Regions from separate parts of the Zea mays genome. Here region 2 is linked to region 1. Evidence: chromatin contacts called from public Hi-C data. All regions are on one chromosome and are shown on one strand. The core of a region is the stretch at or near the end of the contact, and the rest is flanking DNA. Distances in the headings are between cores, read along the strand shown.

Region 1 (6,254 bases), core at 2,734-5,233:
ACACAAACAATTGGACTAATTAGTTTGCTCTAGATTATATGTTCTACAGGTGCCAAAGATTCAACATAAAACCAATAAAAAGAATAAGACAAGAGTCAAAATAAAGGAGCAAAGGGGCAACCGAAGGCACCCCTGGTCTGGCGCACCGGACTGTCCGGTGTGCCACCGGACAGTGAACAGTACCTGTCCGGTGCACCAGGGGACTCAGACTCAATCTCGCCACCTTCGGGAAAGTCCAGGGCCGGCGCGCTATAATTCACCGGACTGTCCGGTGTACACCGGACAGTGTCCGGTGCTCCAACGGAACGCGGCCTCAGGAACTCGGCAGCCTCGGGATTTCACGAAGTCTGCTCCGCTAAAATTCACCGGACTGTCCGGTGTGCACCGGACTGTCCGGTGTGCCAGCGGAGCAACGGTCATCTGCGCCCAACGGTCGACTCTGACAGTAAACAGTGCAGAACAGTACACGCGGTAGAAGTCAGAGCAGAGGATCAGAGAGGCACCGGACTGTCCGGTGTGCACCGGACTGTCCGGTGCCACATGAGGACAAAAGCCTCCAACGGTCGACCAGCTCCATCCCCAACGGATAGGGTGACGTGGCAGGGGCACCGGACATGTCCGGTGTGCACCGGACTGTCCGGTGCGCCCATCGACCAGCAGCTTCTCCAACGGCTACAAAATTGGATGGTGGCTATAAATACCACCCCAACCGGCCACTTCAAAGCGTGGGAGTCCAAGCAACATTCCAAGTCATCTAGTTGACATACTCAAGCCCTCCCAACCACCTATATTCATTGATCCATCCTATACACAAGATTTAGTCCACTACAACCAACACAAGTGCCACAAAAGAGAGAGCAAGCAATTGAGAGCTACTCAATTGAGTTTAGCCCTAGCGCCTTGTGAGATTCATTGAGAGATAGTGTGTGCTACATCTTTGTGTTCATTTGTGCGTGGAGTTTTCGACTCCCATTCGAACTTCCTCCAAAGTGTTGGAGGCTTGTAAAAGCTAGCAAGAGACACCAAAGATTGTGGTGGTCCTTGTGGGATCAAGAGTGATCCTTGAGAAGAAGAAGAGCTCGCCGATCCTTGTGTGATCGGGAGAGAGAGGGAAAGGGTTGAAAAAGACCCGTCCTTAAGTGGACTCCTCAACGGGGACTAGGCCTTCGAGGGCCGAACCTCGGTAAAACAAATCACCCGTGTCCATTGTGTTTATTGCTTGTGATTTGTTTGCTTTCCCTTGCTCTAAGTTTTCTTGCACCACTATTTGCTAACTTCATTTGGTATTGCTTCAAGGTAAATTTCCATTTAGTGAAGCAACACGTTGCAAGAAAGAACTTGTTCTAGTGCTCTTCTCATCTAAGGGTTCTTGCGTTGTTATTCTATAACTTATTAGTTGTATTGATTTATCTCTCCCGCATTATTTAGCAATACTCCTTTCAAGCAAGAATTTAGTTTCTATTCTCCGATATTTATATATCTTGTTCTAACCACTAATCAAGGGATCTAGTTGGGGGATAAAGTTTTAATTTTCAGGTTCCGCCTATTCACCCCCCCTCTAGGCGACTTTCACCTCAGTTGAGTAGTAGCTGTTGTTCGAGGGACCAAAAGGAAACTTTTGTTTCCGACTCTGTCTTTTTTTCCCCTGCCCCGATCCGATTGTTAAGGTTGATAGAACGCGGAGAGAAGAGAAGAGGACCGCTGCGGTCCGGTCAGTCGTCAGCGGCAATCCGAGTTGCTGTCGTCAGTTGGAGGAGTTTTCATCATGATCTCCTTGCTGGCTCTTTCCAAATATGAGGGCGTTCCTGGTTGCCACTTGCCAACAAGATGCGGGTTAGGTGGAGTTGTTCTCAGAGATCCTGTGTACGTGACCTTGAACCCTGTATCCTATTGCTGGCTGCAGTGCAGCGCGTCGGCCATTGCCATAAGCCCAGAATCCAACAAGGAGCAAAAGAGCCGACACGAGAATTGAGAGACAAAAAAAATAGAGAAGGGGGTGATTTTTCCGCCTCTCAAATAAATGTTTAGTTTATATGGACTAATTATATTTTATTTCGTTTTTCACTAAATTGTTAAATATGCAAACTAAAGCTCTATTTTAGTTTCTGTATTTAAAATTAGGGACTAAAATAGAATAAAATAGATTGACTAAAAATTAGTCACTAGAAATCAAACACATCTTTAGTGGGTTGTTATCTTTCATAACAGTAAAGTGGGTAATATAAATGGAAAATTTAAGGTCATGTTTTTTATATGATTTTTGCCTATTGTCGTCCAAAACATCCATGTCCTTGCACCACATGCGACTATGAGATCTGATGTTTCCTTTTTTAGATGAAAAGTGTCTCCACTTTTATATCTAAAAAGCTTAGGTAAGTGATGCTAAATAGTCAATTGAGTAAGTGATGTTATATTTTTACGTTAATAGATACATGTATATGATATGATGTTGTAAGTTTGACTATAATAAAATAATTTGATCACACACTAATTGTCCTAAGTGCTTGAACGTAGGGGTAAAGTCTTTTAGGATTGCGCAGTAGTAGTACTGCCGATTTTTTTGTTGTCACCAAGTCGATACAGAAGATGAGGGAGGAGGACAGAGAGGAACTTTTGCCTCTGAAATAATGTGCCAAAGAATACTCTATTGGCCTGATTGGATGTCTGTATCCGGACAAGCAGGCTCGGGTGACCCTGTCTGACCTAATACTGTATTTTTCTGCGTACGAGTGGATGCAACTAAATAGCTATGAAATGGCTTATTTTGTATCCGCTCATGCAGGCTGCGTCCCTCTTGTACAGCCAACTAAACATCAGCTCAGAGAGAGTCAACGCATACGGTGGTCCAACATAAGACGGTGCGAGTAACCAAACATACAGTGTAAGATCCCACTGTGTAGCACACACACTACTGTCTCACTAACGCGAGCCCACAGTGGCGCCGCCGGATCGCGCCGGCAACGGCGGGCACTCGGGGCGCGGCAGTGTCGCCCACACCTCGGCCCGGCAGAGCGGGCACGTCCCGCGCGCCCTGAGCCAGGCGTCGACGCCGCACTCCGCGTGGAAGAAGTGGCCGCACGCCGAGACCACCCGCACGAGCTCGCCCGCCCTGCCGCCGGCGAACTCCGACAGGCAGAGCGCGCAGCGCGGGGCCTCCTCGTCCGCGGCCGCGCTCTTCCGGGCGGCCGCCCGCGCCTGCTCGTACGTCATGAGCGTGGCGTCCCCGAGCGCGCGCTCGACGTCGTGCACCGCGGCTGCGCCGCCCGGCGGTCCGCCGCATGCGCCCGCGGACGCCGCGGCGACGATGGCCACGATGAGCGCCGCGAGGGCGGCCGCCGCGGCGACCGCGATCGCGGAGGTGGTGTCGAGGCTCATGCTGGCAGTCGCGGAGGGCGCGTGTTGACTTTCTTGGCAAGCTCGGCGCGTTCTTGTTCTTGTTCTTACTGCTGGTGGTATATATAGTTAGCTCTGCTCGTCTCACCGGGGAGACTGGGAAAGAGTGGAGAGAGCGATGGGTGTTGTTGTTCCAAGAAAGTTACTTCCTCCTTTTTTTTTTCTTGCTGCGCGGCAGTTGTATTAACGTCAAAACCTGGGTAATTCGGAGGGCCTTTCCATCGCCGCGCCTTTTGCTTTTGCTTCTTCACCTCCACACGGCAGTGCCGACCGCAGTGCAGGGCCTTCCCGTTCTCTAGAATGTGTCGCGGCTGCCGGCGTTTTGTGCGGTCGTTGGATGATTCCGCGAAACCTTGAGAAGTCCCATGTCCGGATCCACCGTGTATCTCATGCAGCAGAACCGGCCCTGCCCCCTGGACATGTACGGAGGTCGGCTGGGGGCTGGGGCCTGAGGAAACTGACCAAGACAAAGGGCAAGCTCGACTATTTGAGTGGAGTGGTGGGCCATCCATTGTGCGATGAGTGTTGTATGGACATCTTCCTGGCGACCTTGCGAGTGAAACTGCACCGTACTTCCCTCGAGAAAACGGGGACTGGAATTCAGAAATGGAACCACCTGGCCCTTGGGCACTTTCGCCTGCATCTCCTACGACAACGATGGCCACAGCTTGTGGACTGATTACCGGACAATCATTGTCAGTCACAGGTAGAGGTAGGTCAACATACAGAATAGTTGCAGATATTCAGTGGCACGAATGGTTAGCGCTTAGCAACGGGTGTGTATTGCCAGTAATAACCGCTCCGGAGCAACGTCCCCTTCTCCTTGGTGTCCCAACAAACAGCGGTTTCCTTCTCTTCTCTTCCGTTTCGCGTATTCTATTCTGCCATACCCAACAGCGGTGGGCATCCAGGATGGGGACGCTCGGCGCGGCGGCCATGGCCACGCTCCTAACCGCCGTCGTCCTTCTCACCGTCCACGTGCCGCTGGCCACGGTGGCGACAGACCACGTCGTCGGGGGCTCGATGTGGTCCATCCCGCTGCGCGACGACCTGTACATGGCCTGGTCGAACAACAGGACGTTCTACGCCGGCGACAACCTCGGTGAGCGTTCTCTTGCATTGGCTGCCGTCTGCCGAGTCGATGATGCTTACGATACAACAGCACTCTCTAGTGATGCCGCCACCGGCTCCCCGTTCAGTTTTCAGGTTCCAGATTGGGTTCTACGACGTGGTGCAGGTGTCCAGGAGGGAGTACGAGGACTGCACCACCGACGACCCCTACAACAACTTCCGCGTCCCGCCCGCCGTCGTCCCGCTCGACTATAAAGGCGTGCGCTACTACGTCTGCAGCGTCGGCAACTACTGCAAACTTGGCCTCAAGTTCCATGTCACGATCCAACAAGGCTAGACTGCTCACCGTTATGTTACGCTCCACAAATGACTATTGTTTCTTAGCAGCACCTTTATAACCTGTAAAGGACAAATTATCAGGCATCATCAATCAGGCCATTCCAAGCTTGTTGATTAGCAAACTACAGGCGTTACATGAAAATAAATGTACCAACGATGTCATTCAGACAGCAATGCAACAGACATTGCACCCAAATGTGCGTTATACCGTAGCATTCCAGACATTCAAGTCCCCCTATATATCGAAACCATCACTCTAGCAAATCCCACAAACAGAAGTTAAAAGGTACCCAGCTATGCCTGGGTAGCATTTTTTATGTTGCAGCAAAAAAGGATACATTCCCCGCTTGCGAGGTCGATTCAGCTTCCTATTTCCCAGCTCGGCGACAGCAAAACCAGAGATCACTCCCATGCTTTAAGGGCACCACCCCTCCCAATTGCCTTGATGATAGTCTGCTTACTGTTGCGCGCACTGCACTCTCTGGGCTCCGCCCGGCATCTCGTCGTCCTCCTCGTACGCCTCCTGGGCAGCGTGAGCTTGCTTCCTGCGCATCTCTTCCTCGATGTTGTTCACATCATGCATAGTCGTCTCCTCGCATTCATCTATCTCCATGTCTGTCAGCTTGGATGAAGGCCTTGGTGGAAGTACTGTCTCGAGAGCCTTGCACTGCTCTGGTGCCAACGAGTCAGGGAACTCCACCGTGAAATGGATGTACAGCTTCCCCTTCATGAAAGGCCTCTGGTAAATTGGCATCCCCTCATCATTAATCGCCTTGAATTGGTCTGCTCAAATTTAGCAGACAAGGATTACAAATACAGTTGCAGAAGTGAGAATTGAGATCTATAAGAAAAAAAGGGGGCTTACCAGGTTTAACAACTTCACCAGGGTCTGATTTGATGAGAAGCTGCCTGTTGTCCAGATGTGTAAGAACAAATTGGAACCCACATAGTGCTTCGGTCAGAGACAAGGTGTGCTCATAGAAGAGATCTTCACCCTTTCTTTTGAATTTGGAGTGATCCTTCTGCTGGAGGACGAATACAATGTCTCCAGTGACAGTATCAGGCTGCGAGTAACATAACACATCAGAATAATTTTCAAATCATAAAAAAGTAACCTCTACATCTTATCACACCGATGCTTAAACAAGCATACCGCTTCATCAGCTTCACCAGGGAAGGTGATCTTCTGGTTGTGTTGCATCCCCTTCTCAACATGAACCTCAAGAACCTTCTTCTCTTGAATGACCTTCTCACCCTTGCACCCTGGACAGCGGTCCTTCTCATTGATGCTCTCTCCAGTCCCCTTGCACTCATTGCAAGGCTGCTGCATCTGCTGTATCATGGAAGGGCCCAGCTGACGAATAGTGACTTTCATGCCTGAGCCCTGGCAACCAGGGCACCTCATTGAGGCACCAGACTTCGAGCCCTTGCTGAAAAAAAGACAAAAGAAC
Region 2 (6,378 bases), core at 2,063-4,562, 210 kb after region 1:
TTTTTTTTAAAAAAAAAATCTGATGATTCTGTTCCCTCAGAACGGTTGATGTTAACATCTAGTCTGGTTAACAGTAATTTTCTCATTAAATAATCGAAAAGGTCTATAACAGAACATTCGCTGCTGTCATTTTATTTTTATGCCGCAATTATCAGCAAGAATAAGATGCCTCGCAGAACGTAGATCAATCTTTGCCGAAAGTTTCAGTCTGATCAGTTGAGCACTGAGATCCCTAGGCCTTCTCTATTGTACTGTGCCTTATCTGATCAGCTACATTCTTCAGCATTTCAACGTTGCCATTTCGTAATTTTATAATTAAGAGTGGCACAAGAAGGAAATATGTCTATATCTACCTCGTGAAGCACGAAGTGCCTGCATGGTCTGCCACCGGTGGTTTTCGTCCAATGCCGCTTCGTTAGGCTATGGCCAGAGATCGTGTACATGGTGTAGATATAGAGCGAAGTTTGAAATGTGAAATGAACTGTTACCGTCTGTTTGGTTGGGAGTGCGCAGGCGTGCACCCGCACGGTCCGTATCTGCGTTATGCGGATCATCAAAACAAGTGTTATTTGATTGGCTTTCCGTCACCTAAAAGCTGCATGGACGGAAAACGAGAGGCGCGGCCAGGCTCCACGGGGACGCAGCCAAAAGGCATCTCCGTGTGTGCAGGCGCTGCCACAAAACAAGAATACTTTTAAAGTTGTTTTTCTAGATAAAACCTTATGCACAGATCTTGTCTATATATAAGGAGCATGATTTATAATATACGGTTCAGGCTACCACCGTGCAGCAACCAAACATATGGTTAGAGATGGTTTAGAAGGGACTAAACTAAACCGTTAGAGTAATATAATCTTACTAAATCACTGACAAAAGATATATATATATATATATATAATTGTTTAAAGTAGTATTATATTAAAACAACAATAAACGATAAAAACATAAAATACAAATACATAATATGATTATACTAGGTACATTTTAAATTTTAGGTGTTTTGGAGTGGGAGGCTTGAGCCCCACCCATCTCACCACCAGAACCGTCTTTGTCCTGTCCCAATAACATCTGAGAGCATCTCCAACAATTTCTTAAAATGTGGTCCCAATTATTTTTTTGGACAAAAAGTAAAATCCAACATCCAACGGACTCTCATCCGTTCTTCCAAAAGCTTTGACTGTTAGGCTCCCAATCACTCGTCGTTTTCCCGTTCCCGCGTCTTTTGCCGATTTGGCGCTTCTTCCCATCTCCCCCGCTCTTCTTATCGCGCGCGTAGTACGAACATGAGGCGGCGGCGTCCCCCAGCCAAACAGTCACGACAGAATCTGCAGTTCGGATGAATACTGCCGGTGGCCACCGTGGCCCAGCGCCATCACTGCCCTCCCTGGCGACAGGAACATGGTCGTCATCTCTTCGCTTTCTATTTGAATTGTTTCTCTAATTCTCTCTATCTCTCTCGCTTTTGCTTTGCTTTGCTTCTTTTCCTAGGACTGATGATAGTTAACCGCTTAGAGTGGGAGCTATTAGGGACAAAATCAAATAGTTTTGTGAAAGCGAATAAGCGATGGTGCAGCTGGGGAGAGCAAGGAGCAAGTGACACGGCCGGACCTATGAACAGTGCCACCATCTTAGGACCTGCTTGGAGGGTTTTAGGAAAAATATATGGAGCTGTTAGAGCACTATTTTTTTATTGGATTTAATACTTTTAAGGCGATCCTAATGTCTAATGTTTCGGGAGATATATTATTGGTACTTGTTGGAGTTGCTCTCACCCCGGTGGGAAAGAAACTTCTTTGGCTACTGAATTATTTGTTTTGTATCAGCTTGCTTCCCAAGAGGTGCATAATCAAATATTGGACGAGCCATTTTTAATGCTTTTGTTGAATCGTTGTATCTGTGTGCCTACAAAATTTTCGCTAGTTTTTATGTATTTTGACAATCTTTCTGGTAATTAGAAACAAGCTATGCTTAGACTGTTTGCAATGCTCCTGTGCGAGGGATGAGTTAGCGAGGGTGAGCTTCGCCATGGCTGAGTTATGGACACGAACGTGAGGTTGGCGTGGGTACAAGGATGAACAAATACAATTGAATTTGAATCAACATCAAGCCAGATAGACACGGTTTTATTTTTATAAAACTTGGGTGCAGCAATTAGCAAGCTGTCCTCTAATCAATGCTCGCTTTATCAAGTCATTTTCAATGCTGTGCATGCGTCGGGTCGCTAGAATCTCTGTACTTTCATATCTATCATGTTTGCTCTCAAATTCACAAGCACAAATAGGTGCTCTGTTCACAAGGAGGAGCTTCAATCTGGATGAATTATGTTGTTTTCTGGGGAAATGAATTGTGTTTAGTTGATTTGATTCTTCATCTTTGCCGTATATAATTGTACTAATGGAAACACAAAGCTACAGTACAAGGAAAGAGAGTGGAAGCTGAGGACTAATTTCAGTATTCGTTGGGCGCGTGAGTGGTAATTAATTTGATTCATTTTCTCTGTTGGCGCAATTCGAGAGTTCGTGTTTTGGACGTGTGGGTTGGTGGTGGATTAGCTGAGGATTCACTGTCACCGCTTCCAGTTGTTGTCACAGCCGCTCACCAACTAAAGACAGTGACCAAGGCAACAACTTTCAAGTTTCAGCCACCTTCACCACAAAGTTCCCTTAGCTATTTTTGTACATAACAAATTTAATATTATTTATATTTTTATAAAGCCACAAAGTAAAATATATTTCAGCTTCGCCTACAGTCTTTGATAGTTTTTGGAGGAAGCTGTGGATTTAAACCCTTGAGACAGACAGTCCTGGTTTCTGAGCTGTTTCCTAAAAGCCCAGACCAGAAACCACAGGCTTATCAAACAGCCCAGCCCGTCTTGGCCCGCAAAGACCCAGAAATGGCCCATCGCCCAACCGCAAGTGATGGCCCACCACTCGCTGTCACTGTCACCTACTAGCCACGACCACGAGCTCTCGCCCCTGTTTGTTTTAGCTTTTTGGAGCTTATGGCCACCAAAAGCTGCTGCGGACTGCCAAACACTCAGCTTTTCAGTCAGCTTCTATAAAATTTATTTGGATAAAAACCATTCAAAATCAACGTAAACACATAATCGGTTGAGTCGTTGTAATAGTAGGAATCCGTCACTTTCTAGATCCTGAGTCCTATGAACACTTTTATCTTCCTCCGCATATAATTCTAATGATACTTAGATTCTCTACACAGCCAGATTTTTCCCACAGCCAGATTCTCAGAAAAGCTGGTCAGAAAAAAGCTGAACCAAACAGGCTCCTCCTCTCTTGAGAAACTGCGGTCGTTCTTCACTGGAGCCAGCTTGGTCGGTTCGTTTACCACCAAAGCGCCCCGCAAAATCTCGCCGCCGACCGCCATGGCAGCCGCCGACGAGACGCGTCCGCTGCTCGTTGCTATATCTCTCGCCGTAGCCGCCTGCTGCCTCGCGCAGCTGGCGGTGGGGGACACGAACGGCGTCTACGAGCCGTGCAGTGACGCACGGATCCAGCGCGGGGACGGCTTCACCTTCGGGGTGGTCTTCGCCGGATACAACGCCTTCTTCTCCGGCAACACACAGCTCTCCCCCTGCGACCGCCGCCTCAACCTCGCTGCCTCCGGGCAGCTCGCCGTCTTCCGCCCCAAGGTCGACGAGATCTCCCTCCTCACCATCAACACCACTACCGGATTCAACCCAGTAAGCGATCCTGAGTCCTGACCTGCTTTGAGTTTCTAATTTCTTGTTTGAATAAATAAGTTTGGGGCGGATCCGAATTCCATCTGAGTTTGCATTCTTCGTGCTTGTAGAAGTAGGTCTCGGTTGCCACGCCATAGGTAGGGCTAATTAGCATTTATTTGTTGTTCTAACTGGAAGTAGGGCTGTTTAGCATGATCCTGGTGCTTTCTGTAGAAATTGTTCATCTAACTGATGCTACCTTGGAGTAACAGAGTTTCTGCTCAGTGATTTGATTCAATGCAAGATATTGATCCACAGCTCCAGCAGCAGTGAATGTCCACTAGGATAGAAGGGCTAGTTTTATGTTGTTGGGGGAGCATGCATTGTAAGACTGTTGGATGCCACCTAACACTATCTCCAGCAGCTTACCTATACTCATCTATGTTCAAACTACACTCTACAAACAGTGCAATGTACAACGCAAAATAGTGTAAAACAATGTTTTTGGTGACCATATGGGTGACATGGTCAGCCAAAACACTGTTTTGCACTGTTTGTAGAGTGTAGTTTGAATATGTGTATGGGTATGGGTAAGCTGCTATCTCAATATGCTTACCATCGTCTGCAGAGGCGGACGCAGTACACAGGCACCACAGGCCACGGCCTGGGCTGCCTCGCGCGTCTGTATGGAGCATGTATTTGACTCCAGTTCAAAAAAGGATGCAAAGCTCAGGCTACCGCAGGCCTGCACCGCAGCACTGGCTCACAGCCTAGGCTGCCATAAAATCCTGGGTCCGCCACTGATCGTCTGTAGATTGTGATTTGAGTTTCTTTAAGACCTTTTTGCATAAAATGGCAGGCGCACTACCATTCATTAAGTAGCAGGGAATAATTTATTTTAGGAAGTCCTGTACAATGAGGTCCAAAGCAAGTGATGTATTGTGAAACAACAAATAACCAGAAAAAGTATCGGCTTGGTAAAAGAGATGGCAGGCGCACTACCATTCATTAAGTGATGTATTGTGAAACAACAAATAACAATGTTGCGGTATGAATTAACCTGAACAGGTAAATTGTAGCAACAACTTAATTAGATAAAAGATTTCATGTTCGTGGACGACATGTCATGGGGTATTTTGTAGGGGTTTCTGCCTTCGTAACACTTGTATTAAGTCCTAAGCCCTTGAGCTATAAATTTCCAGGGTTTCCTCCCTTTAGTTATGTTTGATCTTTAAATGCTCCGCTTAACACTATGCCTCAGAATGTTTTTTTTGGTTCTCTATATTGACCTAAAAAAGAAATAAACACTAGGAACTTTACATCTTTATGCATCAAGTTTACTGTCGTGGTGCCATGGTTGTCACGTGTGAGCTCTAAGTATCCTTTGTTTTGCTGTCTGTATTCGTGGTTAAATCCATGGATCCAGTGTTGGCATTGCCAGTATATCGCCAAAGATGCTGTCTGTATTCGTGGTTAAATGCATGCATCCAGTGTTAACACTGTCATTATATCACCAAAGATGCGCATATTTTGTAGGCTTCAGCTGGTGGATTCATGGTAGCATTTGCCGGCAGGAAGTATGCAGCTAGATCTATTCCGATATTTGTATCCAACACCTCAGTCACAGTGTCCAGCTTCACACTGGTACGATTCGAGACAAACACACTATCATGTCCAGCATATCTAAACACGCAACAGAGAAGTTCTGAATCTTATTGCGACCTGACGATTCTTCTGTAGGTACTTGAGTTCAACAAAGGCAGACTCCAAAACTTGCACTGGAAGAAGGACGGCTGTGGCGCTTGCTCCGGCAAGTCGAACTTCGTCTGCCTCGGCAAACAGACATGCGCCATCAGGACGCAGAGCTGCAAGAGCCAAGGGCCCGTCGACTGCAGCGTCGGCATCCAGCTGGCTTTCTCTGGCACGGACAAGCACGAGTCGGTTCTGAACTCGTGGTACGAGGTCTCCAACCTGAGGCAGTACTCCCTCTACGGGCTCTACTCCAACCTCAAGGACACCCTGAGCGGCCAGTTCAACAAGATCTTCTAGGCTGTTTTGGTGCTGCCATTGTTTATTCTCTCCTGCTCCCATCCCGATCATTATTAATCCTGTTTTGGTACTTGTATCCAGATTCCAGACCAGTTTTAACCCTGTCTCAGCTCAACCGTATGTACCATTGCCCGTTGGTGTCGTTTTAGTGCCTAACAAGATTTATGAATTTTGTGATGAGCTAGCTACTGTCCTGCCGATGACTATGTTTGCTTCCAAAGGACACGGCTTATCGTCGCTGATATACCAGGTATTATGTTATAAATCACATGGACTGCCTATTAAGTTCGTTGAATATGTTCGTCCGTTTCTTCGTCAATAACTTCATCGGCTTATTAGATTAAGTTTGACTGTCTTTTCATCCACGTTATTTAACCAATTTCCTATAGTATGATCAATCTAGATAGCCATTATCCTCACTTTCTATCTTGGCCGGTAGGAAATACAGTGTAGATAATAGCAATATTTATATACCTAATTAGAAAAGCTGTTAGAGTGCAGTTTTTTCTACCAAAATACCTATTGCTAATAATTATTAGAAAGGACACAAAAAATCTCTTGGAGTTGCCCTAATATAACTACTAATCACCAAGTATGCATGGTAACATATATGATATGCAAATGAATATCAGACCGATCGTCATATGGAT

The links. A called contact is a pair of places that touch in the nucleus more often than the background predicts.
Region 2: a contact with region 1 is called in a Hi-C map of ear, with 4 times the contacts expected there. The contact joins the promoter of LOC100273005 here to the promoter of LOC103643686 in region 1. A contact is called at or near these places in 6 of 25 Hi-C or Micro-C datasets (bundle sheath, ear, endosperm and 3 more).

What each region holds. Positions count from the first base shown.
Region 1 is chr1:256,243,843-256,250,096 of Zm-B73-REFERENCE-NAM-5.0, forward strand. It overlaps LOC103643686, which reads left to right and starts at 3,984. Exons shown (of 2, transcript XM_008666868.3): 1 at 3,984-4,495; 2 at 4,593-5,083. The coding sequence starts at 4,000. The coding sequence ends at 4,801. It overlaps LOC103645459 (E3 ubiquitin-protein ligase EL5), which reads right to left and starts at 4,404. Exons shown (of 1, transcript XM_008668510.3): 1 at 2,746-4,404. The coding sequence starts at 3,375. The coding sequence ends at 2,920. It overlaps LOC100191411 (chaperone DNA J2), which reads right to left. Exons shown (of 6, transcript NM_001136845.1): 4 at 5,957-6,233; 5 at 5,669-5,867; 6 at 5,089-5,586. The coding sequence ends at 5,261.
Region 2 is chr1:256,451,409-256,457,786 of Zm-B73-REFERENCE-NAM-5.0, forward strand. LOC100273005 (expp1 protein) reads left to right here and starts at 3,313. Exons shown (of 3, transcript NM_001147455.1): 1 at 3,313-3,700; 2 at 5,216-5,323; 3 at 5,420-6,024. The coding sequence starts at 3,383. The coding sequence ends at 5,728.